Linked DNA regions of Anas platyrhynchos: region 2 is linked to region 1. Evidence: chromatin contacts called from public Hi-C data. All regions are on one chromosome and are shown on one strand. The core of a region is the stretch at or near the end of the contact, and the rest is flanking DNA. Distances in the headings are between cores, read along the strand shown. Region 1 has its middle 16 kb from the start of RASSF10. Region 2 overlaps BMAL1 (basic helix-loop-helix ARNT like 1).

Region 1 (5,691 bases), core at 1,474-3,973:
AGGGTGGAAAGGCCTTGCAGAGGGATCTGGATAGGTTGGAGAAATGGGCGATCACCAACCGCATGAAGTTCAATAAGAGCAAGTGCCGGGTCCTGCACCTGGGACGGGGAAACCCTGGCTGCACGTACAGACTGGGCGATGAGATGCTGGAGAGCAGCCTAGAAGAGAGGGATCTGGGGGTTGTGGTAGACAGCAAGTTGAATATGAGCCAGCAGTGTGCCCTGGCAGCCAGGAGGGCCAACCGTCCTGGGGTACATCAAGCACGGCATCGCTAGTAGGTCAAGGGAGGTGATTGTCCCGCTCTACTCTGCACTGGTGCGGCCTCACCTCGAGTACTGTGTGCAGTTCTGGGCACCACAGTATAAAAAGGACATGAAACTGTTGGAGAGTGTCCAGAGGAGGGCTACGAAGATGGTGAAAGGCCTGGAAGGGAAGACGTACGAGGAACGGCTGAGGGCACTGGGCCTGTTCAGCCTGGAGAAGAGGAGGCTGAGGGGAGACCTCATCGCAGTCTACAACTTCCTCGTAAGGGGGTGTCGAGAGGCAGGAGACCTTTTCTCCATTAACACCAGCGACAGGACCCGCGGGAACGGGGTTAAGCTGAGGCAGGGGAAATTTAGGCTTGACATCAGGAGGGGGTTCTTCACAGAGAGGGTGGTTGCACACTGGAACAGGCTCCCCAGGGAAGTGGTCACTGCACCGAGTCTGTCTGAATTTAAGAAGAGATTGGACTGTGCACTTAGTCACATGGTCTGAACTTTTGGGTAGACCTGTGCGGTGTCAAGAGTTGGACTTGATGATCCTTAAGGGTCCCTTCCCTTAGGATATTCCCTCAGGATATTCTATGATTCTATGATTCTATGAATTATCAGTAGCATTACTTGGCTTCTTCCTCTCTTTTCCTTTCCAATCAGTACAGTAGAAAATTCTTTTGAAGGGAGATTGTTTTACAAAATGCTGAGTTCAGTGTTCCAGAGCCTCTGGCACTCAGTAAGAGACTTGCAAGCTTTTAATCTATCTTTTCTTTTAATCTATCTCCTGTGTTCCTATATTAAAGGAAATGTTTTCAAAGTGATTTGAGCAAGTTACTTGTGTGAAACCTGTTAACAAATAATAGGATATATGCGTATAACAGTTATTTTTCTTTCAAAGTTTGCCTTGGGAGCAGAAAAGGTTTCTCCTTGCTAAAGATATATATATATTGTTCTTTAAAAAGGGAAAAGAAAGAATGAAGAAGAAAGGCTCTTGTATGTGCCTCCTTTAAGGTACCTGTAGAGTGCAATAAGGTCGCCCCTGAGCCTCCTTTTCTCCAGGCTGAACAATCCCAGCTCCTTCAGCTGCTCCTTGTAAGACTTGTTCTCCAGGCCCCTCACCAGCTTTGTTGCCCTTCTCTGGACTTGCTCGAGCACCTCCATGTCCTTCTTGAATATCTACTGCAAATGGACAAAATTCCAGGTATTACAAATCGTAAAACAAACTGCTACTTTTTTAAAAGATTCTAGCAGTGATACTTTGGCTCAGGGATGGCTTACCAGCTCTCCTTCCTTTCCCTTCCTCATCCAAACAGGTGTTGAAAACTATAGTGGATAGAGTAAATATCTTGTTCCTGCCACGTTGGCTAGTAATACTGGGTTTTCAAGCACAACAGAATAGGCCTTTTTTTTTTCTTTCTTTCTTTTTGGATTTCTATTTTTGTCATCAACTCAGTGCCGTCTGCTGTTGGTATGAACACCCATCATGTGTGCCTTGTTTTTGAAAGTATCTTAGGTGTGAGGATAGCATGGTGCTTCTGTACACTTTAAAACAATATACTTGCATCCCTCTGCTTTTAAAGTAGAGGAGGTAAATGGAAGAAATGTGTGTCATGCTTGGAGCAAGAATGGAATACCTTCTTTTGTGATGACTCTGCTGCTTTGCTCTCCAAAGTCTCAAGTCAGTGTCTGTTGAGCTGATATTTGTTGCAAACCAAATAATTCCAGGCTGGTATCTGAAACCCTGGTCTTCTGTGCTCATTTGGTGTGTTTTTAGGGATGAAGTGCCTGAGAACTTTCCAGGTAGTCCTAGCTTTGAGATAAGACTTTACTCATACTCAGTACTTCCCAGAACCTCATTTGCTCTGTGCAGTATAAATTTGCAGGACCACAGTCAATCTTAAAGCACTGTAAAGTTTGATTCCCTTTTAGTTTCCTTAAGCTAGTGGAAACCTATCTTGAGATACAACAGCAGGGAGCAATCGTAATCAAGTGTTTGCTATTTAGCCTTACTTTTCTGTTCTGAGAAACTCCCTCTGCTTCCCTTATCTGCCTGTACTTAGCAGCATGCTCCACTTTGGGCTTGTCTCACAATACAGCAGGGGGAACTGAAGTCAGAAATCTGGCTGTAACACGAGCAATGTGATGGGGCTTAGAAGAGTTGCATGTGGAAGAGCCAGGCAGTAAACAGTTTGCTATCTGTTCAGCCACGCTGTGACCCCGTTTCCGTGATTTTGGTAAGAGAAAAGTGAAGAGCCCACAAAGGAGAAAAAAAAAAAAAGGGGGTGGGTGAGGAGGAGAAAAAGAGATTGCTAATAGCATTGCTACTTCTTGGGAGTTCAAACTACAGTCTTTTGCTGAGCAGTGTGTATGCACTGTTATTTAACTGCTTTTGCTTGACCTATTTGACCTGTTTGCATTTGCCCTAGCCTATGTCTAATGATAGTGTGTGGCAATGCAGACACCAGTCCTCCCTCCTGTACTGAAGAGCCCCCTGCTGCTTTCCTTGTTTCACAGACTCTATTACTGCCCTGTTCTGTGCAGAAGTAATCTGTGAGTCTTTTGGTGTTCCCTCTAATGTGGACTACTGCTTGGGCCAAGATTCAGGTGCAGAGTGAAGTACTGGGATCTCCTTTGACTTCCCAACAGAGCTACAGGGAGCAGGGGGAAAGATTTCCCCCTTCCTTCCTTGCCCTGTTTGACCTGGCACTTTCTTCCCACACTACTGTGCTCTGCACAGAGCTCCTCCTCTTCAGCACACCAACACTCCTGCTGAGCTTCTCTTGATATCTTTCTTGTCGGCTTATTATGGGTTAAAACCAGTCAGTGCTCTATCCCCGCGCTCCCGCGGAGCTCTGAGGGAGCTGCCCTCCCTGCAGACGCGCTTTCCTCCGCCGCTTCCCCTCGCGTCGCGCCCCTCCCGTCCGGTCTCTGCCGCCCCCTGGTGGCGCGCGATGCCGACCATTACGGACGGCCGTTGGCGCGGGCGCCGCGCCGCGCTCTCCTCAGGGTTTGTCCCGGGTGTTCTCGCAGGCAACGAGGCGCAGGTGGCTTTCTTGGCACCCCGCAGACAGGCACGGCAAGCACGGGCTGTTCCGCAACCAGCGGAATAAAACGCTTCCTGACGTGACGTTCTTCCCCCCGCGAACTTTTCCGCTTGCCCGAGTCTGCTTGGGACGCTGGGTCCTCGGCTCGGTTTTCAGCGCCAGAGGAAAGCACAAAGTCAGCTGCTGGGCTTGGGAGGGGCGACCCCGCCGTGTGCCGCGGGGTGGCGGCCGAGCTCGGGGAGCCGGTTAGCAGGCTCCTCATCCCGGCGTGCCAGGGTCCAGACCCTCCGGAGAGCACTGCGGTAGGGGGAGGCTCCGCTCTGTCCTTCAGGGGGTCTCTGCTGGAAAGCACAACCCGCAGCATCTCCCCTCTGCAGGTGGTAGTTGTGTAAGCTAACAATTAACTGAGAAGGCGCAGTCTGCAGTCTGTTTTGATCTGAGCTCAAAGAGGTAAATGTTGAGAACTGCGTTTCAAGAAGTAACATTAAAAGTGCACTAGAAATAATTAGTGAAAACCTCCCGAGCAGAAGAGCTGTAAGGTTGTCTTGCATCCATGTCATGAATACTCCCCAGGTGAAATTCACATATGCAGCATCCAAACACCACTGAAATCTCATTTAAAATGATCATTGAAGACTTAAATAAGACTTGAATAGCACCTTGCCTCCAAGCCTATGCTCCAGAAAAGGGAGAACTTCTTCAACAAGACATAGATAATTTATTTCAGTAGGAATTATAACTAGCTTTTGCTGGTAATAATAGTGTTCTTACAACATTTTGAATCCCATTATAGAGCAAAAGTCTTGTCATGCAAGATAAACTACTAGGTCCATGCAGCATTAGGTGTGATATTTTAATCACAGAAAGATCAAAGTAGGTGCTGCAAAACATGAGCCCAGCCCTGCCAGATCTCAGCACTGAGGTCTTCCCACACACAGCAAATCAGCCACAGGTTCTCACAGCACCACAACACACCACACGCTGGCAGTAGATAGACTTGCATAAATTTTACTGGTAATGAAATGAAATTAAATGGAATGTAAAAAGAGGAAAAATAATTAAGTGTGGTAAATATGATTGCAAGGAAGAATTCATTTGTGAAAGTACTAAGAAGTGAATCTAATTCATTTCTCATTCACAATAATTTACCTTGTGTTTTGCTACGAAGATAAGTTCAGTTGCAGACTGATGGTAAACTGATTCTCATTTGGCAAGGTGTCACTTTTATATCAAAGTAGTCTCTTGAAAGTAGTGAATTATGTATTTAAAATTAAGGATGTAAACAAATATTTTGACATGAAACTTTTTTTTTTTTAGTTTTCCGTTCAGGATCCATGGGCATTTTCTGTGTGTTGAAACTGAATTCTACACTTCGCAGTTCTTGATAGTGAAAGGAAGTCATTTTACTCTCCTAATCAAATCTCTAACTCCTGAAAGTGATTTGTTAGTTTTCCTGTATTAGCCATCAAATCCCGTCTTGCTGGGAGCTGGTCATCTTGCAGTTGACACTCATGTTTTTGCAAAGAATGAGTGCCTAAAAAGGTATTATTTTGGGGTGGACCAAGGATCCAGAAAGTTTCTTTCACAGTAAAATTTGGACTTGAAGGCTGTTAGTGCAGAAACCACTATCTGTTTGGTTTTCTCCTCTCCACAGCCATCCTTAAACATTGATCACAATAGCTTATTAATGCCAGAAATGGACTCTGGCTATTATAGCAATCAGCAGCTCTAGCATCAGAATGTGAAGGAACACTATTATTCATACTTCATAGCCTCTTTGACATCTAGCATAGGGGCAGTTGTTATTGTATAGCTCCAAGTTCAGTGTCTTTAGGGAGTCTTCTATAATGTCATTCAAAAGAACTTTTAAGATTATTTCTCCCTGATACAGTATTTCTGTGTTAAGAGTTGGTATAGAAAAATGCTATTAGGATGCCTCTTAGAAGTTTTTAATGGAGAAGAATTAGAAAAATCTTTCTTCTGCAACAGAGCAGGTGAGGTTTTCCACCATTCCTTGCTCTTCTTCAAATCAAATGCAACTTTCTAAATTTAGAAGATTTAGAGTCTTAGCTCAAAAAACGACATGTATCCAGACCAGCAATGAATTATCAACTGACTTCCTGTCTGCAGTCAAAGACTTGTACTCTAGTACCTCTACTGAATAGTCCCAAATACTTAATTTTTTCTTTCACATTCATTATATGTGATTTAGGTTACTTCCTTCACGCACATAAACTTCCATCTACCTCCAAATCCATCTGAATTTCTGGTAGCATATAACACTTGCCAGTGGACTCACTCAAAATTTGTTCCCTGTATTTCATATGTTGTTGTGGAGAAACACAGAGAACTGAGCAAGTTTTGTGGTGACTATTTACATGTAGTACTCCGCA
Region 2 (5,521 bases), core at 2,443-4,942, 170 kb before region 1:
GTGACTCTGTACTCAATTCATATTACACTGCAATTCCAGTTTTCTCCATTGTGTAACAGTGTTTAGGATATTGCAGTATGGACCTTTTAGAAGTCCAGGGGGAGTATCTGATTATTTTGAGAGAGTACAGATTAAAACATCCAGGAGTTACAGTTACATACATGTATTTGTTTACCAGTAGGTTTGTGACATTGGTTATTTGTACACTGGACTGTCCTCACTCTTAAGCCCATTGAAAACAATGGGATACTGGTGGCTAGTGTACTTCAGTATTGTTACACTGGGGTTAGCATGCAGAATTGGAATTGATAGTAGCACTTTACAAATGGTTGATAAATGGAATTTCAAGCCATTTTTATAAAAGTATTGCACAATACTAACAAAGTGCTTCTATCAAAAGTATTAATTGTAAATAGTTTTGCTCTGAATAGGTTGACCCTTTTAAAGTTATTGTATATGGCTGAGCACAAAACTACTTACCATTGGGTTTTTGGATTGAGGACATGATTCAATTACCCATGTAACATCTTGTTCTTCAGTGAATTTTTTTCACTTATTTGCAGTGTGAGCCATGTTCAAAAGCTGTGAACGAGGGATAGGGGCTTTATCTTAAATTTTGCCTTACCTTAATATGTTCACAAATATTTATTTACTAAATTTTTCGTAAGTGTCATGAAATAGGAAAATGCAAATGGTTCATTCTTCATTTATTGATGATTGTAAACAAGTTTTTCATGCAAATAAAATTTCCATTATTTTAATGGGTTTGAATTATCTGTGAATGAGATTATGTATACAGATGAGTTTTGAAAGTGCTTTTTTTCCCTCAGGGTGGTTGGAGATCACTTAATATTAACCACCTTAGTGAAAAACAGGTATTACCTAAAATTAAAAAGAAATCTGTTGCACTATCAGACTGTCTTAATTCACCTTATTCTTTTAAGTTTTTCTCTTGGTTGAAATAGTAATTGACAAGTAATAGCTTCTCTGTAAAATTTATCATAGTGACAAATGCTGTAAGTGCATGTAAGGCATTGTTTTTCTTACCTTTTTCCTCCAAAGCTAAAGAATTGATAAATAGGCAACTGCTGCTAGCATCCATCTTCAGCAGGGTTCTATCAAATTTATTTATCAAAGTAAATGCTCCATCTTAGAACAAGGGAAACATTTATTTTAAAAATATTGAACTGTCTAATACGTTACACTTCAACAATATTTATAGTAAAGGATTCTTACAAGAAAGAATAAACAGCTTTATGGTACAATTAGTATAAGAAATATCCACATGGGGACTGTTTTGCAGTGTAAAAACACACCATACATCTGAAATGGTCATTTGCATATAAAAGCTACCACTCATCCCAGTGAGTTGCACAGTGATTTAAAAAAAAATCAAACAACATAATCCAAAATATACAGGTATTGCAAGCTATACACAGCTAACCAAATCAACACAACACTGTAGCGGGTTATTCCACTTTGTCTGAAGTTACATGTGGTAGAATGAATTGCATTCTGATATGGCTTTTATGAAATTCATACATAAAAGCTTCTCAATCCAACAAGCTTCACAGACTGTAGAACTCCACCAATAAATGCACTTTGATATTTGGATGTTGAAGCAAGGTGCACCACTTACAAGGGCCATGGCAAATCACTAAAATCCACAGGGCCACCAAGACCTGCATCTGCTTCAAGAAGGCTCATGATTACTGCCATTGCTGCTTCATCATTGCTAGGGCTGCTTGATCCTTGATCGTTGTCAATCATGTCAATGCCTATATGCGAGTTCTCCCCTGTAAATATAAAGGCAGTAAGTTGTCAAAAGTTGTTTTTTTGTGTGCACTTGCTATAGTCACTTGCCATATGACTTGAAGTACGATACCTGACCAGGCTCAACTATGTGGGGAGTATTAACATGTTTGATAAGCAGAGTTTCAGGGATACAACTGACACCCGCATGCCAGAGCACTTCTCAGGTCCGTGAGCCTTCCTTCTCATCTCTAGTTATGTAAAAGTGCTCACAAAAAGCAGGTCAGGCATTCAGCTAATTCATACCAGGTCAGCAAGAAAAGAAAGGTATCCAACTGCTGCTTCAAAAATGATAATACAAAGTAAGCTAGCAAAGCACAGTGCCAGGATACTCCTTGTAGCTACCCCCTTAAGGTGAACAAAGTGGTAGGGTATATACCGCAGCTGGTAAAAAACAGGCCATCTCTAACAGCCATCATGTTGTTACAGTTGTCTGTGTAGTTAGCTGATACTTGGGTGCATTTGTGTATGACTTCACTTACCAAGAATAGAGGAGTTGTCAGAATATGGGTAACCAGAGCTGTCTTGGATTTGCCCAGATAGTAACCCGGCTGAAGAAATGTCTGGAGTGCCACCATTCAGGATCTGAGAAAACAGAAACCATAAAACAGCATGAAATGTTGCATTAAGTCCCAACTGTTTTAGATTAGGATTTTTAATATCGGAAGGATGGATTTCCTGAAAGAAAAAAGAAAACAACTAGCACCTAAAGGCTAATCAGACTAATTGTAAACTAGGAACTACCTTCCTCTGTCTTGTCTACAAACTTATCAGACAGTAGATCTGTTTCTTTCTGGTGGGGGGAAGTCAGCACTACATGCTAAACTTCTGAAAAATTGCCAGAAAAAGTCCTGAAAGGATTTCTGGGCATTATCATTGTAAATATTCCATCTACAAGTAAGAGTAATCACAGCTAACTACAGAATGTTTTTGAATTTACAAATACAGTGCATGTAAAGTATTGCCAATTAAGATTCTCAGTTTTAAGAGTACAAACCTCCTAGGTAGAGGGAGACTGCATGAGCTGAATATTGCTCCCAGATTTTAAGTCTTAATTTTTTTTGGTACAGAGCAGCACAGCACTACCGCGTACACCAGAGCTCACACCAGGCGGAAATGCCTTCTCTGGGCTTTTTAAATAAATAGTAAAGGAATACTTGAACTGTAGTTTTGAACTGCCTGGATAGGCACATACTAGAAAGGGTGTAGTTTTGAGCTTCCTTCTGAGGGCAGAATCATCTGGAATGTGTGTTCTTTATAGCAAACTAAGTATTGTAAGGCAAAATATTGAGGGAGTATGCTATAAGAAATACCATATATCTACGTGTATTTTCCATTATTCCATTACGTTGCAGTAGCCTGCTATACGTGATGGTGACTTATTCTTGGGCAGAAGGAGCATGAATGATTGTTCCTAGAACTACAACTCAGTTTGTTCCAACTTCAAGTTTTATTTTCAAGTACAAGGCCAGAAATGGAAATATTTAGTGTTGATTATATGCTCCAGTCAAGCAATTCTTATGTATAGTCATCACAATTTCTGGGAAAAAAAAAGTTAAATCTGAAGCAGTGTGTGAATGCACAGAATAAAGCTTTTGATAAGTGCTCTTCCAGCTTTGAATATGGCATCTATAAGTAGCAATTTACTAGATGACTTAAATGCAGACAGTACAAGTGCTTTGGAGGTTAAGTGTTAGCAATGGTATTTGAACGCTACTTAAGTGATCTTAGAAGGCGGCACGATACATAGAATTGATTTAAAAATAAAATGTCAGTACACAGTGAAGTATCTAATTGTCATATTTTGTGCTACAGCAGTACAGTATAACTTGAAATTCATTTGAGCATCATCAGTGCTCAAATGATAGCAATTCCAGTGTTCACCGGTATGTGGTGTGAAAGAGTGGAGGATCAAGAGACATGAAGAAAGCTGTTTCCCTACAGCTGTGTTGTTCTTTTTGTTCGTTTGGTTTTTGTTTGTTTTTTTAAAAAGTAAAGAGCATGTGGATTTCCAAAGCTGTCAGTGCTTAAGAACTGTTGGTCTCTGCACTTTACAGACTACTGTAACAGGATTTTCCTCCCACCCTCTCCAAGAATACTTTGACCTGCTGTCAAACTTTTCAGCCAAGCAGTTAAAAGTTCAACACCGTAATTCTATAACACGATTTGTGTGTCACTACTGCTACAAGACTGTACAGATTGTTCTTACCTTCTTGTTTCCTGGGGAGGATGTATCAGGTGGTGGTGTGCTGGTAATGTTCAGTGGACTTGAACCACAGCTAGACGGTGATGATCCTCTTATCCTATTGTATGGGTAACACGGAATGAATCTACCAGGGGCTTTGAGACTTAGGTTCCAGAGACTCAGAGTTTCAAACGCCAATCTTAATATCAGGCATACAGTGTTTAAAAGCATGCACTTCATTTTTAGTTTCCTCAATTTTCAACATTATTCAAATCAGCAGCAGTAAATTTTTATTTGCAGCTAGATAAAGCCTGTGGATAAGTGGCCCAGCTTGCGCAGTCTACAAACTTAAGCTGTTTCTCATGCTACCTTCCTTCTCCCTTACTTGTTCCTGTACAGCCTTCACAGAGATGGAACAAGAGAAAGGTGTTGGATACTGAGGAAAACCTAATTTTTGTGTGTTACACTTCAGTTTCTATCAGTTAAGAACGTGAGCTCAGTTCCACTGCCCTAGACTCGTTAAATGGGCTACTGCTACAGAAGTATGCTGGACATATGAAATAGTTAATATATGTATATATATTTTTATTAATAAATAATGTATTCATTATAGAACTGACAAATTCCCAGACTAAATGAAGGTGGGATAATTACAAAGAAAAGCAATTAGACTTGGGAATTTTATCCTTGGCAGAGTTCCCCTGGGAAAGCTGAACAGAATGCAGCTTTGAAAATAGTTAACAGCTGCCAAAGGACTAGAAATAACCAGGTGTCTTGAAATAAAATGAAAACAGCCTCAGATATTCTGTATAGGTAGCTGTAGATGTCTACTTATACAATGCAATTGTATCATTATGTATTTAGTTTGAAGAAAAACCTCCTTACTTCCTTTTAAAGAACACTGCTGATTTTCTTCTTTCTTCATACCATTTTCTCTCACCTGTGAATCTCCATGATCTCTTCAGCAATCATCCTCCCTATTTTTCCTGCCCCAGCTCTTGTTCCACCTGGAATGCCAGGGACAGTAGGATGGGTCCTTTTTGGGCCACCTGAAACAAGTAGGTTTCTGAAGTGAGATAAAAGTTTGCACCTGTATTCCAAATAGCATTGGTATTTAGGCATGCAAAGGTCCCACAGCTTGTCAGAACTACCTAAGCTTTATTTACTTTCAATTCCAATAACTGTTGAGTATCCTTAAATATATGGAAAGCTCTGACTTTGAGCTATGCTGTCTATCTTAGACATCTAGGTACACCTATTCTGGTACACCTATACAAATCTGGCTGTTTCAAGCACCTGGTAGTACCTCTAGTCCAGACATAGTAAAGAATAGCTCATCACAGCTGTTTTATTCTGTAGTTGAATAGGCTCATCTCCAGCCATGTTTATTTTTTGCTTTGTGTTAAGAACTTGCCACCACAGACAATACAGAATAGATCTGAGTCACCTGATGAACATAAATTAAACCACTGCAGGTAACTGCAAGTATCTAAGAAGGGGGGAAAAAGTGAGGTCTGAACAGTT

The links. Hi-C and Micro-C count contacts between places; a contact is called where the count stands out from the background.
Region 2: a contact with region 1 is called in a Hi-C map of subcutaneous adipose tissue, with 1.8 times the contacts expected there. The contact joins two enhancer-like sites. A contact is called at or near these places in 2 of 8 Hi-C or Micro-C datasets (liver and subcutaneous adipose tissue).

Annotation. Positions count from the first base shown.
Region 1 is chr5:66,353,628-66,359,318 of IASCAAS_PekinDuck_T2T, reverse strand. No RefSeq gene overlaps it. Among named protein-coding and RNA genes, the nearest start is that of RASSF10, 16 kb to the left of the region's middle. Within about 2 kb of position 2,723, at least 4 of the 8 cell types and tissues checked have an H3K27ac peak or open chromatin away from gene starts, as enhancers often do. A contact at or near this core is called in subcutaneous adipose tissue, where this site is marked.
Region 2 is chr5:66,528,997-66,534,517 of IASCAAS_PekinDuck_T2T, reverse strand. BMAL1 (basic helix-loop-helix ARNT like 1) reads right to left here. Exons shown (of 20, transcript XM_072039451.1): 17 at 4,938-5,046; 18 at 4,022-4,115; 19 at 2,295-2,397; 20 at 1,104-1,796. The coding sequence ends at 1,636. It overlaps BTBD10 (BTB domain containing 10), which reads left to right. Exons shown (of 9, transcript XM_027462245.3): 9 at 1-761. Among named protein-coding and RNA genes, the nearest start is that of BTBD10, 32 kb to the left of the region's middle. Within about 2 kb of position 3,692, at least 1 of the 8 cell types and tissues checked has an H3K27ac peak or open chromatin away from gene starts, as enhancers often do. A contact at or near this core is called in subcutaneous adipose tissue, where this site is marked.